2 separate regions of the Mus musculus genome follow, and region 1 is linked to region 2. Evidence: chromatin contacts called from public promoter capture Hi-C data. All regions are on one chromosome and are shown on one strand. The core of a region is the stretch at or near the end of the contact, and the rest is flanking DNA. Distances in the headings are between cores, read along the strand shown.

What was found. Promoter capture Hi-C pulls out the DNA fragments that hold promoters and counts their contacts.
Region 1: a promoter capture Hi-C map of hippocampal neurons shows a contact between it and region 2, with 4 times the contacts expected there. The contact joins the promoter of Platr7 here to the promoter of Washc4 in region 2. A contact is called at or near these places in 4 of 39 promoter capture datasets (embryonic stem cells, hippocampal neurons, liver and 1 more).

The regions. Positions count from the first base shown.
Region 1 is chr10:84,551,256-84,554,884 of GRCm38.p6, reverse strand. Platr7 (pluripotency associated transcript 7) reads left to right here and starts at 1,547. Exons shown (of 4, transcript NR_040658.1): 1 at 1,547-1,625; 2 at 2,175-2,237.
Region 2 is chr10:83,542,026-83,546,217 of GRCm38.p6, reverse strand. It overlaps Washc4 (WASH complex subunit 4), which reads right to left and starts at 2,277. Exons shown (of 33, transcript NM_001033375.2): 1 at 2,116-2,277. The coding sequence starts at 2,176.

The sequences.
Region 1 (3,629 bases), core at 298-2,797, 1.0 Mb before region 2:
CTAGGCACCTGCTGAGCCAGGAGGCTGGGACCAGTGTGAGCTGGAGAATTCCAGACTTGAGAGAATACAGACTTTAATCAAGTTCTTGCACACATGCATTTGCAAATGCACGTAGAGCAATGGGAGGGAGGAAGTGGGAGGGCCCAGGGAGGCACTCCACCCAGCAGAGCAGCCAAGGGGAACACATTTCCTAGCATCCGTGCCCCAGAGTTTGCTTTGGTTTGGTTTTCACGAGGCTATCTAAGTTCACTCTGAAGCTGTCTAAATTTCTCTTCAGTTCCCCAATGTCTCTGACCATATCTATGTATTTAGACTGCCTTCTAAGTGAGCGTGGGGGATGTTTCCATAGAGACTGAAGAAGGGCTGCTGTTCCATCTATAACAGTCTCCCCTAGGGCCTATGACCTCCAGGACCATAGGCTTTTGACCTTGTTTATAGTAGCAGACATGAATTTCCTCCTGTGGTGCAGGCCTCACAGCCAATCAGAGAGCAGTTGTTTGCTTTCATAGCATCATGTCACTATTGCCTGCATAGGCACATAGGACCAGAGACGGGAAGGTAGACCATCTCAATGTACAAGTTCATGGAGTCTGAAGTGGCTAGGATAGTAAACTTCAGAAAAGATGTTTCCAAGCAACTTGTGGAGATCTTGGGTAAGGCCTTAAATTTCCTCAGGACACTGATTTTGAAATTTTAGTGTGTTTTATCTCGTCATGTGGAGAGACTGAAGCTGGAAGGAAAGGGAGAAGGAAAGAGGGGAGAGAGAAGAGAGAAGGTGACCTTCCCTCCCCAGGCTGCAGAGAGGAACTGGTACAACTAGTTTATTGCACTTCACTTTACTGTCCTCTTAAGATAATTTCATTTTCAGAGAATTGTTTCATTTTTATTAACATATATTAATTATACATGTTAATGGCATCCAGTGTGACATTTCCACACATGCATGCAGTGTGCACTAATGAAACCCAACCTCTATTCACATCTCCCCCAACCTCTCTCTGTCCTGTCCTCTGTGTGTGTGATTGTGTATGTGTGTTATATGTGTGTGTAGTATGTAGGTATTTGCATGTGTGTGGACACACATGTGTGGAAACATGCACATGTATGCGTACATATGTGGAGCTTAAGGTTGATGTCTAGAATCAGTTTTAACCATTCTTTCACCATATTCTTTGAGGCAAGGGCTTTTAATCATATCCAGAGAGTACTGGTGGGAAACCTCGCTAGCTAGCTAGCTCTGGGGCTTCCTAGCTCATTTAGGAACAACAGTAGTAGCTTCTCCTCTAGGGCCTATGACCTCCTGGGCCATGGGCTTTTGACCTTGTTTACAGTAGCAGATATGAATTTCTTCCTGTGGTGCAGGCCTCAAGTCCAATCAGAGAGCAGTTGTTTACCTCTATAGCAACCATGCCATGACTGCATGCACAGGCATGTCTTGCCTGGCAGACCAATAGTATGGCATATAGTGTACACAGGTATGTAACACAGTTGGTAGCCTTAACAACTCCCCCATGCCCAAACCCCAGCCACCTGCACATCACTTTCCAGCACTATTGAAGAGAGCAAGTCAGGGGAGACATTCCAGCTCAATTCCAGCTCGGTTTCATCATGCTTACAACTACCAGGTGTGGTGTTTTCTGCAATAGGATCTTGTTGTGGACATTCTTATTTATGGCTGAATGATATTTTGTTGTGAACATAGATCACATTTTCTTTATCTATTAAAGGGCCCTTAGGGTCACTTAGTGTCTTAGCTATTATGAATACTGTCATGATTAAACATGGGCATGTAGACATCTTGTTGATACTCTGTTTTAGTTGTCTTTGGATATATACTCAAAAGTGGGAAAGCTAGGTCATATAAAGATCAAGATTTTAGGGAACCACAATGGGAGCTGGAGAGATGGCTCAGCGGTTAAGAGCACTGACTGCTCTTCCAGAGGTCCTGAGTTCAATTCCCAGCAACCACGTGGTGGTTCACAACCATCTGTAATGGGATCTGATGCCCTCGTCTGGTGTGTCTGAAGACAGCTATAGTGGACTCACATACATAAAATAAATAATAATTTTTAAAAATCTTAAAAATTAAGAATCACAATGGACATTCATTCTATATGTTTCTCTACCTTCTCTCTTTTGATGCTTACCACCTTTTTGGTTTTTGTTTTTGGTAGTCATTCTGAGAGGAGATAGAATCTCATTGTGGCTTGTATTTGCATTTCTCTGGGCTAAAGATGGTAAGTATTTTTTTCTATTAGTTCCAGACTTGTATTTCTTCTTTTGAAAAGTATCTGTTCAGATAATTTGCTTATTTAGAAACAGTGTTACCTAGATTTTGTTATCAGGTTGAAAATTGTGATTTTTTTTTTTAAGTGAAAGGTTTGGGAACCGTGCATCTTCCAAGGCAGGTCTACCAGTGCCATTTCCCGTAAAGCAGTTTACCAGAGCCATTTCCCATAAGGCATGTTCTCATTTAATTTTGTGTTACAATTTGGTTATTCTCATAATATTTCAAAATTTTCATCAATATTAGCGTGTTATGGGGCTCTGTGATTAGAGTCTTTGAAGATAATATTGTGAATGTCAAAATACCAACACTGACAGGAGCTCAGAAGACTGCAGACAGTATCATAGGATGTAGGCTCGGCTAAAACAGAGCCCGAGAGAATACTGAAAGCAGTTTCAGCCTGGGTAACATTCAATGAGCTAGCCAACCCTAACCCTGTGGTGGTCTGAATAGGTTTGCTGCCTCCCCCCACCCCCCTCTAGACTCATGTCTTTGAATGCTTGGCTCACAGGGAGTGGCACTATTAGGAGGTGTGGCCTTGTTAGAGGAAGTGTGTCACTGGGCTTTGAGGTTGGCTATGCTCAAGCTCTGCCCAGTGTGGAAATCAGAGCCTCTTCCTGGCTGCCTGTGGAAGAGTCTCCTGTTGCTGCCTTTGGATCAAGATGTAGAACTCTTGGCTCCTCCAGCATGGTGTCTGCCTGGACCCTGCCATGCTTCCTGCGGTTATGATAAGGGACTGAATGTCTGAAACTGTAAGCCAGTCCTAATGAAATATTTAAGAGTTGCCTTGGTCATGGTGCCTCTTCACTGCATGAAACCCTAACAAAGACAGCAACATTGCCTGCTGCAGAAGTGTCTGTTGTGAAAAGGAAGAGTCTCCATGACGTCCTACAAGGCTGGCTGTAAACTATGGGTCTAAATGAACCTTCCTTCATGAAACTGCTGTTGCCAGACATTCTATCACAGCAACAGGATCCCACTGGCAAGTTATTTGAAGAAATTAACACAGCTACTTCAACCTTCATCAACCACCACCCTGATAAGACAGTAGCCATCCACACTGTGTCAAGATCCCCACCAACACAGAAGGCTCTGGTGATTCATAGTGATTATCTTACTTGCTTAAACTGTTAGGCACTGTATGATTACACACTTGATGGGCTATGGCATGGTGTAAACATACATTGTGTGGACACTGAAGACCCAGTAAATCTTTACTAATTTATTTATTTTTAAATTTTATATGAATGTTTTGCCCACATGTATAACATAAGCCGGGTACATGTCTGGTGTGAATAGAGGTCAGAAGATGATGTTGGACTCCTGGAACTGTAGTTACATA
Region 2 (4,192 bases), core at 1,028-3,527:
TAAGAGCTCTAGCTGCTCTTCCAGAGGACAGGGGTTTGGTACCCAGCACCCATGTGGCAGTTAACTCTAGATCCACGGGATCCAACACCACCTTCAGGCCTCTGTAGACTCTGTGCACACATGTAAAATAAAACAATATTTAAAAAAAAAAAAGATAGCTGGGATTTACAGAATTTACATATTAATAGGTAACTTTAAGTTTAGAACCACCAGAAATAGCTGGATTTTCATATGCCTATTCAGTGAAATTATAAAGTATTTCATCTTATACCTAAGAATTATTACTTATTCCAAAAATTCAATTCCAATTCATTTCTTTTACTGATGTGTATAACTTTACTCAATCTTTGTCTTCTAAAAAAAAAATGCTTTTTCCTTCAAATTTGAAGTTTGGAGCTGTCATGAAATAAACTATGTTCTGACTCACACTGCATGAAATATAGACTAGACATCTGTCCTTTATTTTGAACTGAGTTTGTGAATCAGGGGCATCAATTCAGTTCACTAAGACGCCTGTCTCATTACAGCACTCACTTAGATAATTTTGGAAAACAATTAGTCTAGATATGATTCACAGCCCCAAAATTAATGAAAGCCAGGCACAGAGAGACCTCTTACCTACTGCTAACAACCCCGTGTTAATGTCTTACTCTATTACATGGGAAATGACCAAAGCATCCTTTGACCAGCAAATGGGTTCTTAAAGACTGTACTTGAAAGACATGCTAAGAGATCACCTGGTTAGACCTGGGTAAACGACAGCAACACTAAATTCCTTGCCAGTAAGATAACAAGTAGCTATGAACTCATAAAAGTTCTTAAAGTACAAGAAGAGACTAAGAACCAGTGGCCCTCTGTGCATAACATACTCCCCCTCCCAACAAACTGCATTTCTTGTAGTTTTCCTACTACTTTTTAAAGTTAGTAAACAACATTATGAGTTTCACCATGGCATTTTCATACATACATGGTTTTTATATTGTGTCCTCACCCACGTCCTGTTTCCACTCCTTTCCCCAGTCCTGAGCATCTAAAAAACTGATTATGTCTAAATAACTGATCATTCATTCCACTTAAAGCTGAAACCCAGTATACCTTCATTCCAACTTTGGTTAGATTAAACTAAAGTAGGGACCTCAGCGCACAATGGGGGGGGGGGGGGGGAGGAGAAGGGGTGGTTACTATCCTTCCATCTAGATTTTTCTTTATGCTGACTAAGACCAATATCTTAAGATCTGCCCAGCACCCTGAACATAGTTCAACTAGATGTAAAGGCAAAACACAGTTACATAGGAATCTGTACATGGTCTAGTATCTCTGTAAAATAATTCATAATGCAGCTGTACTTTATTTTTAAAGGCATTCCTACTTTTGGGAAAGGTATGCATTTAAAAATTTCTTGGGCAACTCGCCCCAATATATCTTCTATCACACAGAAAAAACAAACAAACAAACAAACAAACAAATCAACCTCCAGAGTGTCTCTAATTAGTTTGGGTTGTCCATTTATGCTGAAACAAACTATGAGGCTTTTGGGGTTGGAAGTGATTTTAAACATAAACTTGGACTTGACGTCATGAGGCAACTGCGAAGCAGATCTGATTTTTTAAAAAGTTAAAATAGATTTAAAAACCTTTTCAGCTATTTAAAAATCAATAAAGGGCCGAGAAGGAATAAGATATTCCTATGTTGGTTGATTTTTTTTTTAAGGCCAGAAAGAGCTGTTTTTAGCTGTCTCTGTGGTTCTAAGAACGTGAATCCAAACTTCAAAAGTTGGCTTGAGAAGCAAAGAAAAACAGGAAACCGAAACGGGAACCCAGACTCTTCTAGAACTGAAGGCTGAGCATCTGGGGCAAACCCTGGGACGGGATGGACAACCCGGGAGGATGGCCTCGCGCGGGGCTCCCCAGCGATGGCACCGCTGGCCCGTCACCGATTCCGGGAGGGACGCAGGGTGCGAGTGCACGGCCAGACGCGACCACACGGTCACGCAGAGCGCCCCAGTCCCACCCAGCGGGAGGGTCCCGAGAGGGCGGCTGCGCAGCGCGGCGCCGCACCGCGCCGCCCTCCGTCCGCAGCGCCGCCCGGCCCGCCTCGCCCGATGCCGGGGCTTACTCTGAGAGCCGTCGTCCACGCGGTCGAAGTCCCAGTCGGGCGACAGAGTGTCCACGGCCATCGCCGCGGAACCTCCCACAGACACAGCCCCGAGCAGCCACAGCCGCGACGCGGGCCTCACCCCAGCCGCTGTCACGGCACGTGACTTCCGGCTTCGGCCCCGCCCCCGCACGCCAGAGCCAGTGGACTCTCGGCCCTGCGGACCGCGGGAGCCGCTGGGAAAGCGAGTCGACCGCCTGCTCCCGGCGCGGCCGCCATAGTGATGGCTGCCGTTGGCATCCTGCATCCTTTCCTGGTCTCGCTGCCGTTCACGACTGTTCTCAGGGCACATTCCGTTCCTCGAGGCTCTTTTTTTTTTATATCCTAGGGGATTACTCCCTCAGTCTAACCTGGAAAGAATGGAAATAACCGGGTGGGGCCCAACGCAAGACCCGGTCCTTCACCTGGACACTGCCCGAGCCCTTGGACCAAGATGCCTGTCTCACCAGCTCCCTTTCTGTCTTTACCCTCGCGATTCCTTGATCCCCTTGCACTTCCTGTGCAGATTATTTGTTGAGAAAAGACCTGTGTGTGTAAAAAAGTAATGACTTTAAGAACGCCACCAAGCAATCTCACTACTGGGTTTGCTTTACATAGATCACTATTCTTTCTTTCCTTGCTTTTAAGAAGGTGGGGTGGGAACTGTGTTACCCTGAGTTCTACATCTATCCTAACGTTTACACAAAACGCTTTCTATCAGGGCAGTTTTTAGTATGTACTTCTACGAAGCAGTCTAAATAGCATCAAAAAAAAAATCATAATGTAAAATTTAAGACATCCATACTCTGAACTCCTAGAAAGCTACAAAATGAAATAGGTCTCAAATGGCATTAAAGAAAAAAAAGAAAAAAAAAAAAAGGAGAGGAGTCGATTTTAGAACAATGCATATTTGCTGTAACATCTACAATCGACGTAAACGTTTATTTATGCTCATGTGTTTGCAAATGCATAGGAAGAATTCAAATCTCATTAAAGAAGACTGGATTACTTGAAAACGGGTAGGTGCTCATTAATACAAAGTGGCTCTTAAATTTTTCTTGTGTCTATTAGCTGAGTCTTTTTCAAGCAGAGTTTTAAAGTTATTTGCATTATATAAAGTACCACAAATCAATATAGAATGTTCTCTTGAAGAGCATGTTCTGAGATGCTAAGGTTTGGGCTTGGTTTTATTTTGAGACAAGATCTCATTATCGTAGCTGAGAGTCCCTGCTGCTCCTGGGCCTGTGACAAGGCTATGGAGGGAAACCTCTACAGATCTGAGCCACAAATGAACATCTTTACTTTGTAAAGTGCTTTCCTAAGTGCTGGGAATACAGGCATGTGTCACCATGCCTGGCATTGCAAAGAAATTAGAAAATGCTTTTTTTTTCTAACAAAAGTGTTTGTTACAGTGACAGCTGACAAACACATGTGGACTTAGTGTGTCTCTGGCTTCAGGGTGGCCTATTGGAATTTTCAGTTTCTGTAGCATGCAGTTCTGGCAGCCTTCTTTAGGTTCCATATGGTAGCTGTTGGCAGCTTCGGGCCCACATTATCACAAGACTAAATCTAGCCCACGAGAGAAAAAGAGCACGCTGAACTGATAACTCGAACAAAAGTCCCAGAATCAAGTCTTGCCAGCAGTGATTAGCCTTTCTTTACTTGAGCACACTTTCCAGCCAATCTCAGAAACCCAAATATCAGGAGGGGTGGACCCATTGGCTTAGTGTAGGTCACGTGCTCCACGGATGCCCTGAGCTAAGAAGAAGCAACTCTCTAGAGATCACTTAGCCTGGAAGTGGAGGAGACAACGATACAGAAGCCAATGGCTGTCATCATAAAAGTGGCTTTATGTAGCAGAGGGAACAGCCATGATGGTGATTGCATCACTGATCCACTTGGTCATTAGCAAGCATCTCACAGTGACATCCTCCCAGGCTTTTGAGTTAGAAATTAATTATTATGGCAGGGTTTTTTTTAAAGTTTATTTCAAAATTCCTTTTGTAATATTTTATGACTTAGATGCTTACATTTAGAAATCTAAATAAAAGAAGTAATG